Linked DNA regions of Gossypium arboreum: region 2 is linked to region 1. Evidence: chromatin contacts called from public Hi-C data. All regions are on one chromosome and are shown on one strand. The core of a region is the stretch at or near the end of the contact, and the rest is flanking DNA. Distances in the headings are between cores, read along the strand shown.

Region 1 (5,738 bases), core at 1,156-3,655:
TATTCATTTTTGGCCTAAAACTCAACCTAAGGCGAAATGACCATTTTGCCCCTAACCTTTCACACTTTTTTACAACTTAGTCCTAAGACTCGTATAATGAAATGCATGTAATTTCTTGGATACCCAAACCTAGCCAAATGTTTTCATACTTATAGCAGCCCATATTTTCCTTCATTTCACATTCTTCTACCCATTTTTACAACCTTTACAAAATGGTCCTTTTAGCCATTTCCATGAAAACTACTTAGTAAAAGTTGTTTACCACTCTTCAAACTCTCATATTCCTCTATAAATAATCAAAACACAAGCATCTCATGCATGGGTAAATTTTTAAACACGAATCCTAGCTTGAAATATGGGTAGAAATAGAGAGAGCACGATACGAGGATTTCAAAATACAAAGAACAGTAAAACGAGGCTAGGGAGCACTTACTATTGATCTTGGAAATGTTGAAAACCCTAGCTATGGAGAACATACAAATTTTGGCAGCTATGGGGAAGAAGATGGCTGATTTTAGCTTTCATTTTCCCTTTTTATTAATTTTATTACCAAAAGACCAAAATGCCCCTCTTTACCAAACTTTCAAATTTTTCCATGCATGCCCATTTTTGTCCAAAAACTTAAAAATTGAGAAAATTTCTATTTAAGACCTCCTAACTAATATTCCAAATCAATTTCATACAAATTGCTTCTAGAACCCAAGTTTTACAATTTATTCAATTTGGTCCTTAATTTCCAATTGGACACCTTATACTTAGAATTTCTTCATGAAACTTTAACGCATGCTTATTTTCATATCCTAGGCATCATAATAATCATAAAACAAATATTTTAACGTCAGATTTGTGGTCTCAAAACCAATATTCTGACTAGGCCAAATTTTGGGATGTTATAGGGAGATTGGATCAACACATCAAACCACACTATCCAACTCACTCTGGTAGTTTTTGCAATGTATATTATGGTTTATATGGCATCTATAGGGTTGATTTGGAAATTAAATAGTTTTAGACATGGTTGTGAGTGATATATGCTTGTATGTATGTAATTAGTAGTAGATTTTGATAAATAAATGAGATGGATTAAATAAGTAAGTTTAAGTATTTGAGTATTTGTGATGTTATGTCATGCTTAAAACATGATTTTGGCTTGTGTTGATTGCTTGTTTGGGATGTATTGATATATTAAAATGTTGTGTATAGGTTGACATCAAAATGGGTGAGAAAAGTGGCCATGAAATGGCCTATTTTCATCCACACAGGTAGAGACACGGGCGTGTCTCAGCCGTGTTTGAAACACGACCTAACACATGGCGTGAGTTCCCGCCGTGTGTCCCCTACATCTTTAAAATTGAGAAACAAAATGTCCAGGTTTTTGCACTCGGTCTAGCACATGGGCGTGTGGTTTGGCTATGTGACCCGTGCACCTTAATTCTACAAGTTAGTATGTTCACATGGCCTAGCACACTGGCGTGTGGCTTGGCCGTGTGACCCAAGTTAGAGAGTTACACGAGCTGGGACACGACTGTGTGCCTCACATCAAATGCCCACACGGCCTAAGACACATGCCATCACTGACAATGGATAAGGGTTAAGGGTGTTACATACCATCACTGAATAATAATATGACATTTCATCGTTAAATAAAATAAAAAAATAATTGAAGACTTATAAATAAACACGAATAACTTTATCTAAACATTATTAAATAATTAATTATAAATAAATACTAACACTCGAATCGAAGACCTTAAACCTTATACACGACTCTAAATCTTAATCCCTTAAATTCAAGATCTTAAATTTGAGAGTTATTAATATTTATTTATAATAATTATATTTAATATTTAATTATATTTAAATAAAATTTTTAGTATTTATTTATATATTTTATATTTTATTTAATTTCTTGATAATGTATTATATTATTTATTGATGGTGAACACTTACGTCAAACAGTTTTTGCGTAGATATTAACAATCTTTTCTATTTTCCATGTTAATGTCAAGTAAAGTTGAAATTTGTAACTCAAATTAAATTTGTTCAAAGCGGTTAATCGAATATTTTAATCATTTAACAATTAACTGAATTAAAAAATTTTAAAATAAAATTAATCGAATCGAAATTTATATGTTTTTACTTTTTTAGTTAAAATAAGTATAAAACATATAAAATATATATTCATTTAACTGAATTAACCAAATTAAAACTACATATAATTTGTATTATTAATTATTAAATTTGGTTAATTCAATTAATTTGATTAATTATCCGATTTGAATTGAATTATCCAATAACTAAAATTTAAAAAATTATTAACCGACTTTCAACCGAATTAAAATAATTAACAAACTAATTAACTAAATTAAATTAATTCAATTGATTAATTCAATCTTTACCGAAATTTACTCAAACCCACCATTCATGAAAGGTTAGCGTATAGCACATGCTTCGCATTTGTGCTTTCGAGTCTCTTCCCATGGCGTCGCCATGTGACCTGTTGCCTTTGGGTCTCAGTCCACGCCTACAAAAAGGAAAAGCCCACCCGGCCTGCATGTACCCAGTTACTCTATGCCACGTCTCATACACTTTCTATCTATTTTATTTTCAGATGAAACCAGAAGAGGTTTTCCCGCGCTTTCCCTCCTAGAAGACGGAGGAAGCCAGCAAAAAATGGAGGCATGGGTTCCGTTGTTCGACATTTTCATGAATAGCCCTACACCTGAAATCGAAGCATCTCTTTGGCTGCAACAATGTTTCAATGCGACAACATTATCATCTTCAACAACAACTCCAATCACCGCAAGCTCTTTCCTTTCTTTGCTTACCAAACCCTGCAATCTCTTTGTCGATGACTCATCTTTTTCTTCACCTCTCACACCAAAAAGGTAAACCCATAAACTTAAGGCAGGAAAGAAACTTTCTTTGTTTTTTTCTTTTCAGATTTAGTGACTGATGAGTTTGATATTTTTTTTTATTTTGCTTAAGGATAATGTTTATAGAGACTCTACCAGGTATGGTTCAGTCAAGGGTACTTTCATTTCTTGCTTTGGAGAATGAGAGGTTTAATGGGAAGGAATTATCTAAGCTCGCACGCAGTTTGTTGACTGAAAGTCAAGGGCTTGATTTTTGGGTCAAGAAAGCAGCACGGGATCTGCTCGACAGAGTGTCTGAACCAAATCATGTTAATAAGTGGATTTCTGGTTTTAGTCTGGAATCTGGCGAAGAAGTAATCGGCCAAGAGTTTGAGTCCTTACCGGATTGGCTCAAGGACGTGGCTGCTGGTAATGATCCACTTCTCTATTGGCTTCCTTTATCTGCAGCTGATTGTGGTCCTCGTTTTTATGATGATAGCTTGGAAAATGATGAGAGTTTGTTCAGTCAAGTTGAGGAAAATGGAGAAAATGGTTTGAAAGAAGTTGGGGACGAAATTGAGATGGATCGGGTTCTGAATGTGCCTTTAGAACCTGAAATTGAAAATATGGCTGCTAGTTTGAGAGACAGGGTTATAAACTTAGAATCTAGTTTCAAAGCTGTAGCATTAGCAAATGAAATTCGTGAACTTTGCTTGGATAAAGGAATGGATCCTTTTCAAGTTCTGTGTCTGATTGAGCCTTGGAAAGCCGAGGATGAGGCTGCTTCGGTGCTAATTTCTCATCTTTCAAGTGGGGATGAAGATGAGCTTGCTTGGCCAAGTCAGGTTCTCTGCTCAATTGTGCTTCCTAAGTTCTTGGTTCTAGAAGAGCCAGCCTCACGTCTGCTACTGACTTCAACGATTGAGTACTGCAAGCTCCATCAGAGGGCTGCGGTGCACGCATTATTGTTTCCACTTGTACTACGAAAGGAAGGTATCAATAACCCCATCTGTGATGTGATTACTAGGATTCTGAGGGAATGCCTGCACCCGGCTCATGTTTCTGCCTTCTGCCAGACACTTCTTTGCGGAGGAGAGGAGGAGAAGAGATTCATTTTACTCCCATGTCATGAATACCATGTCTCGAAGGAATTGGTATGGACGGATTCATTGTTTAACCTCTTCCACAACATTTTAAATCATAATGTTCATTTAACTCAGGAGTCAGTTGATCGTCTTGTGTACCATGTTAGGAACATAGCCGAAAGATTTTCCAAATCTTTGAAATTTGGAAACTTCGTGTTATATCTGGTCACTAAATGTTCTTCACAACTTAATTCACATAAGAACGTACTGACTGAAGCGGTTGAGTCCACGAATACTCTTGTTACGAAATCCATTTTATTAAGAATAGCTAGCTTATAATTATTGTGTTTAATCTCTCTTTTTAATGTTTATTCTAGCTGAAATTTGAAATATTGATCGATACAAGCTGAACTTTTCTAATAGTATGTATAGATATAATTATTAGTTCATGAACTTTCTTTATAATTTGTAGTATATATCTTAATGGCTTGTTTGGCGTACTGATACATCTATCATTATTAAACTGCAATGGTGCTGACATCTAGAAAACTGCTTGAAATGAGAAAAACCAAAGAATGAAGCATTGGTTTATGTTTTCTTCTTCTAATGGAATTATAAAACCAGAATCTTCTTTGCTTGCAGGAGAAAAAGAAAGTAATAGCATGTTCTAATGTACGAAACATAGTAACAAAACACAAAATATAAACCACTTTTGAGCAGTACAGTGTAAGCCCAGGTATTTGATAGTTTTAGACATGGAGATTATGATGCCTATTAGCCATTGTCTTGGTGGAAATAATAGAATCAGCAGCAGGATGGAAAGTCTGCAATTCCTTTATTTTCTGCTATGCAGAACACTTTTATACCTTCCATTGCTCAATGCCTCCACTTGGTCAGAGAGAGTGGTGGTGTTGGATGGAGGACTGTTTATCTGTTCTCAATCTTTCAGGAATTCAAGGCTAGGGACCTGGTCATAGTGCAGCATGAGTACCACTACTATCCCTCCCCCGTTGATGTGCCTCTAATAAGCTCTGGATTAGGACATTGAGGGTCTTTTGCCTCTTTTGTCCCCACAGAAGGGTCTCCCGTCCTGATCCTTACGTCTAGGGGTGACCGTTCAATCGAACTGAATCGAATGAAGAAATTTTGAGTTAATCGAGTTGAAGAATCTTATTCTATTATCCTAACTCGATTTAAAATTTTCTCGAATCGAGTTGAGTGAGATAGGATTCAAATCGAATCAAACATATTTGTTTGAGTTAAATTAAAAAAATGACTATGGTCCTTATGGCTACTATCATCTACCGTAATCAAATTTGCCCATTGTGATTAAATTTGTTATTAACTTTAATCCTTTTATAATTTGTTTATTAATATTTTATATACAGGTTTGCGATTTTTTAATAAAAGTTATTTTAAAAATAATGTGAAATTGAAACCAATAGAAAATTTTAACACGAATATTTGATGGCATCATCAATAATTCAATTTTAAGAGAAATTGATAAAGATTTAGTATGATTGAACAAAATAAATATTACAAAATGTGAAATTAATTCAACAATATAAATATAAATAGTAGACATAAATTTGGGAAAAAATTTGGGGTTTAGAAGGAAGTAAAAGTTTAGGGAAAAACAAAAGGAAAAAAATTTTGGGGAGATTGGGAGAAGTAAAAGTTTTTGGGGAAAACTAAAAGGAAAAAAAAGTTTGGGGGTTTGTGGGGAAGTAAAATTGTTGAGCTAAAAGTAAAAGGGTTTGGGAGAAAGAAAGTTTAACTCGATTTGAACTCAAAAAAA
Region 2 (5,738 bases), core at 877-3,376, 210 kb after region 1:
GTGACTTGGAATCCACAACGCCGAAGACCCTCGAAATTCAAACCACGAAGCTCAGCTCTATCTCCAGAAACCATCATGTACTTTGGGACATCTTGCGAAACCTTCATGCATAGAAATGAATAGGAAACATGGTTCAATTCTTTTTGTAAATGCAAAAAAAAAAAAAGTGTAAAAGTCTTCGGCACAATGATTGAACTGTCCTATAGGTGGACTATGCTACTAGTTGGCTTAATTAGCATCTTTTTGCAGTGTAGGTCATTTATGCAATCATACCACAGATCCACCACCAATGAAAGAAAATGAGCCAATATGACAAAATTGATGAACAACAGTTGCTCCTCCAGTGTGCACATAGTCCTACATTGTAGCACTTGAATCAAGTTCTAAGCAGAGACTGCTGTCTACAAGAGAAGCACGCAGAATGACTCCAACAAACATTAAGAAGACTCACCTCCACGATGACATGTCCTGCCAGGAGACTGGAATTAGCACATATATTATTGTTACCAATTTTGCAGTCATGCGCGATATGACAAGACCCCATGATGAGATTGTTATCACCAATAACCTGATAAGACAGCTAGTTAAGAAAGGGAAGAAAAGGACTAGAGAATATACACATGTTTCTTACTATGATATAAGAAAACAAATATGTGGTTATTTTATATTCTTATTTACCGTTCTATCACATGACTTTGAAGATCGGTGGATTGAAGTAAATTCTCTGATCTCATTGTTGTCCCCAATATCAAGAAAACATTCATCCCCTAACTAATACCACAGAAATACAAGGACAAGATCATATTTTTTGCAAAAGTTTAACATTTGAAGCATAGTGCATCAATGCTGTCAATATGTACATTTGAGATACTTCTAGTCATTAGCAGCATGCAATTGATTATGCACCAAAAGCATAATAAGATAAGTTACCTTGTACTTCATGTCTTGGCATTTAATACCAACCACGGCATGATGCCCGATGATGTTATTGCATCCTATTACAGTACGCCCAGGAAGATCATCACCGACCACCGCACCACTGCCTGATAAAGTTTAGTACTTACATAAATTACAACATAGAATATATATTTCTAACAGAACCTTATAAAGAAGATGAAAAAGCAGCCAAATAAAACTCACGTCATCAAAACGCAGTGGCTCCCCAATTTTGTATTCCCAAAAATATGGCTGGAAGGATGCATTTGACACCCATTTCCTAGTTTTGCCGAAGGACCAATTGTACATAAAGGACCTACTGAAACACCCTGTGCCATCAATTTCGAAATTTTAGTGAATCTATAGACTATAGCTAAATGAAAAGGCAATTAGAGAACTATATCTCTTTATTACACCAATAAATTAAGCTGCTTTGAAGTAAAAAAAAAAAAAGCTTTGTAAGTTTTACCCTTATTTATTCTTCTGGGTTGATTTAATCTTGGTATCAAAAGACAATTCAACAAGAACCATTGGTAAAGGAGCAAATTGATTGACAGGGAAAAGCCAACAAAGAACTTAGCTTTAACAGTCAAAACAAATCACAGATTTCTGATACATGAACACCAGTGCCTCTTAAGAGAAAAGAAAGCGGCAGCTATTAAACAAAGAAGAGAGAGTAGAAAACAAAGCACCTGGCCAATCACAGCATTGGGATGAACAATTGCAGTTGGGTGTATAAAGCTCGTCCCCTCCTTTTTCTCTTCGAAAACATCTGTTTCACAATCACATAGAGAGAAGAAGCCCACTTAACAAGTCGTTCAATCTTCATATTATGATATATTAAAGAGAGAGGAAGGGTTTACAGTGGAGAGTTGTAGAGAGGCGTTGCAAAGATAGTGAAGTAAGAGAAGGACTTAAAGGCCTTCGAAACTTGAGCAGCGAATTCATAGATTGTCGCTCTCAGTCTTTGGCAATAGCTGATATTTTTCCGACCTTTTCTGTTTTTTGAACTTCTAACAGAGCTGAAAGTTCGAAGGTTTAGGCTTCAGCCGCTATGTTGTTGCCTGCTTTGTGAAAGAGGTTTGACCTGTCTTGTCTTCTTCATCCCAGATTTTATCCGTTTGTAGCGTACTATTTTACTCGCATTAAAACTACACGGTTCGTTTGTCCGACTGGACGCTTGATGTATGAAGGAGATCCACATTTGACCTCAAAGAACTCGGTTATTGAGGCCCAGGAATTCTCTAACTAAGGCCCACACGAGGCCCAGTAATTGATAAAATTCAATTCATTAAATTCTACCAAAAATATGATTTTATTATGTTCTGTATTTATTTATGATATAAAATGGTGAATTTGCATCAATGATCTTCGAAATCGACCGAAGATTAGGAATTAGTTGGGTGTCTATCCGAAGAATGACATTGAACCGTTTGGATCGAGAATCAATATGTCGTTTGAACTGACAATTGAACTGAGTTTTATTTTTTTAAAATATTTTTTATTGTTTTTATTTTTTTTATAATTTTTTTTATCAAATTAGTTAGACCGATCGAACTAACGAACCAATAGTCTGACCAATTTAACTATTGCTTTAGTTCTAGAAACATTAGTTTGCATTTAAGATTCTAAGTCAAATAATATACTTTATGAAATATTAAAGGTGTGGTAAGATGTGTTGGGTCCATAAATTTTATGAAAGAAATTTATTTGTAAAGTGATTTTCATAATTTTGAGGTGAATTTTCATTTGGAAAAATAAATATTAGAATTTTTTAATTTTCATTTAAAAGAAGTATTTTTTTATTATTTAAATTCTCTTTTCAAATTTTAAGGTGGAATTTGTGCTTTGTTGATAGAGAGTTTCAATAAGGAATGAGATAAGGAAAAAGTAGTGGTGACAAGAGGGTTAGTTCACCTGTGACATGTCATGAATTGTCGGTCAAACCTCGTGACCAATACGTATAGAACACCCCATAGAATTCAACTTATTAAATGAGGCTTATTTAACCCATATGAATTGTCCCGATTTATGGAACTCATGGAGAAACCCATCTTGAAACACTCTAGTAAAACTAGAGTTATCAGGGTAAATAGTGTAAATCCTAAAAGGATAAGATTGTATAGAGTTTAAATCCCTTAGGTATCTTAATTGTAGATAGGAAGTAATCTTAGCCGTTGATGTAAATCGATTTGTACCGTTAAAGTCAGGGGAGTTCAACTATAAATAAAGATCTCCCCCTTCATTTGTAATCATTTTATTCTTTCTTAGTTAAAGAATATTGAGAGCATTTACTCAACCACTTGGTGTGCATTATTTTTTTATGTGGCTATTCTGCTCTTTCAAATTTCTTTTGTCTTTGAGATTGCTTCCACTATATTTTTAGTGCCTCAGAGGAATTCTGCAAGAATCCTTACTTTGCGAGAGTTAGTTGACTTATGTGCATTTGAAGCGAATGGATCACTTAAGGTTGTGCGGATTACGAGACAAAATGTCTAGCCCTGTGACAGTTAGTACCAAAGCTAATATCCCAAAGGCATTGTTTGAGATGTCAAAAGAAGTTGTTGATCAGAATGAGTCAATGGAGACCCGTGGAAGGGTCAGGAAAATAAGTCGATCGAGGGATATGTTGTCGGCTTTAGATGGTAGAGTGGCCAAACTTGACGGCTCTATCGGTGATATGAAGGAGACCCTCAAGGAAGTTGCTGGGTGTACTACAAAATTGGAAACGAGGCATGATTAGTTCAATGACCAAGTAGCAGAAGCCTTCAGTGACAATATGGATGCGATGCAAAAGATCCTAAATACTGTCGTAGGTGAGGTAACTAAGAAAAATGATGCTCTCGAGGCTATGGTGTCAACCTTGAAAGAACAAATTAAGGAGCTCAAGAGGGAGCTCAAATTTGCAAAGCTGCTTTGGGTAATAGGGTATTGGTTGCGACACTTATGCCTAAGATAGATATCTCAAAGCCGAAAAAGTTCAATGGGACGAGGTCCAAAAAGGATGTAGACAATTTCTTGTGGGGGATGGTATAACACCCCTTACCCATAGTCGACGCTGGAACAGGGTACGAGACATTACCGGACTTACCACACAAACAAGCATACAATTCCAAGTCATAAATTTGCGTCCAAATTAAAATCATTCACATTCAATCATAAAGTCCCTAGCACGAGCCTACGAGGCCCGAAACATGCTTTGGAAGTGGTCCGAGACCAAACCGAGTATTTAGGGAATTTTTACAAAACTTAAAAAAAATTTACCCTAAATAGGGGTCACATGCCCGTGTGGTTTGGGACACAGGCAGGCCGTGTGGCTGCACACGCCCATGTCCCAACCCCGTGTAACTCACTGACTTGTAACCCATGAACAAATTGAAGTCACACGGTCAAGTCACATGGTCAAGTTACACGCCCGTGTGCTAGGCCGTGTGGAAAATTAATTTTCATAAAATAGGTGCAGACTTCACACGACCAGGGCACACGCCCGTGTTCAAGGCCGTGTCGTCTATACGACTAAGACATATGCCCTTGTCTCTACCCGTGTGCTCAATTCTGAGCATTCTGTTTCTCAAAATTAAGGTGCAGGGGACACACGGCCAGAACTCATGCCCATGGGTCAGACCGTGTGTCACACACGGCCTAGACACACGCCCGTGTGTCTACCCGTGTGGACAAAATAAGGGCTGTTTACCAAGCCATTAACCACCCTTTTTCACACATGCACTTACACCAATTTAAAGGCACAAAACATGGCATACTTAGGCAACCAAACATCCACAATCATGGCTAAATCATATCAATACAATACTATCCACTATCGTACTCACAACATTTATCATGTCCCAAATTAACCATACTAATTTTACATAGACAAGGTATCATTAAACTACTTACATACCACCTATTTGTGCATAAGATTATCATCTTACCAATAAAACACATTTCCAAAAATTTCACATTCATGCTAAAAATCACACTCCATCATACACCAAGCATGCTATGACCATAACACTAAAGACATTGGCATATATACATAAATAAATGGGCTTACAACCATTTTAGCCAAAATAAGCCAATTACATTGCTAAATACCAAATCAACTTAAACAAATATGAGGCAATACATTTCGCCAAATCAAATGACACACATAACAAAATGACAAGTCCCTATACATGCCATACTTTCAAAATACTAAGATCATCAAATGCCCAAAATAATAGTTCTGATAGTGTGAGGCGAATCTCCAACGATCTCCTATTCCGAGCTAGCTTGGTGACACTATAAAAACATAGAAAATAAACGGAGTAAGCTACATACCTTGGTAAGCTCGCATACAAGAAATAAGCAATCGTTACCATGCACATAACATTCTAATAATATAACATAATTAATGTAAACCTACCATAATTTCATGATCATAATCTATTCTATCACAAAACTTACCTCATATTCACCATGTCACACATTTAATAAGCATGAGCTTTATGTACAGACCTGAGCCATCTCGAAATGAATTTACACATAGTATCATCTTTGACATACCCGTGAACCACTCGGAATAATAATGTTGGATACTCGAGATTCTTGCACACTAAGTGCCACATATGTAATACCCTCTAACCCTTATCCATCCCTAGAATAGTATTACAGAGCATTACCGGTCTGTTCAGTTCAATTATACTCATTTATTAAAATAAATGTTTCTAACCCTGGAAATAAAAACTTCAACCAATACAATTTGCCAACATTCAGATAATCCAAATATACTTAAATATACTCAAACCTTACCAATCTAAAAC

What was found. A called contact is a pair of places that touch in the nucleus more often than the background predicts.
Region 2: a contact with region 1 is called in a Hi-C map of leaf, with 2.9 times the contacts expected there. The contact joins the promoter of LOC108484348 here to the promoter of LOC108485526 in region 1. A contact is called at or near these places in 2 of 5 Hi-C or Micro-C datasets (both in leaf).

Annotation. Positions count from the first base shown.
Region 1 is chr6:125,044,780-125,050,517 of ASM2569848v2, forward strand. LOC108485526 reads left to right here and starts at 2,406. Exons shown (of 2, transcript XM_017789376.2): 1 at 2,406-2,888; 2 at 2,989-4,292. The coding sequence starts at 2,572. The coding sequence ends at 4,279.
Region 2 is chr6:125,253,925-125,259,662 of ASM2569848v2, forward strand. It overlaps LOC108484348 (probable acyl-[acyl-carrier-protein]--UDP-N-acetylglucosamine O-acyltransferase, mitochondrial), which reads right to left and starts at 2,127. Exons shown (of 12, transcript XR_001871238.2): 1 at 1,800-2,127; 2 at 1,629-1,708; 3 at 1,141-1,265; 4 at 931-1,039; 5 at 679-771; 6 at 452-568; 7 at 274-357; 8 at 1-101.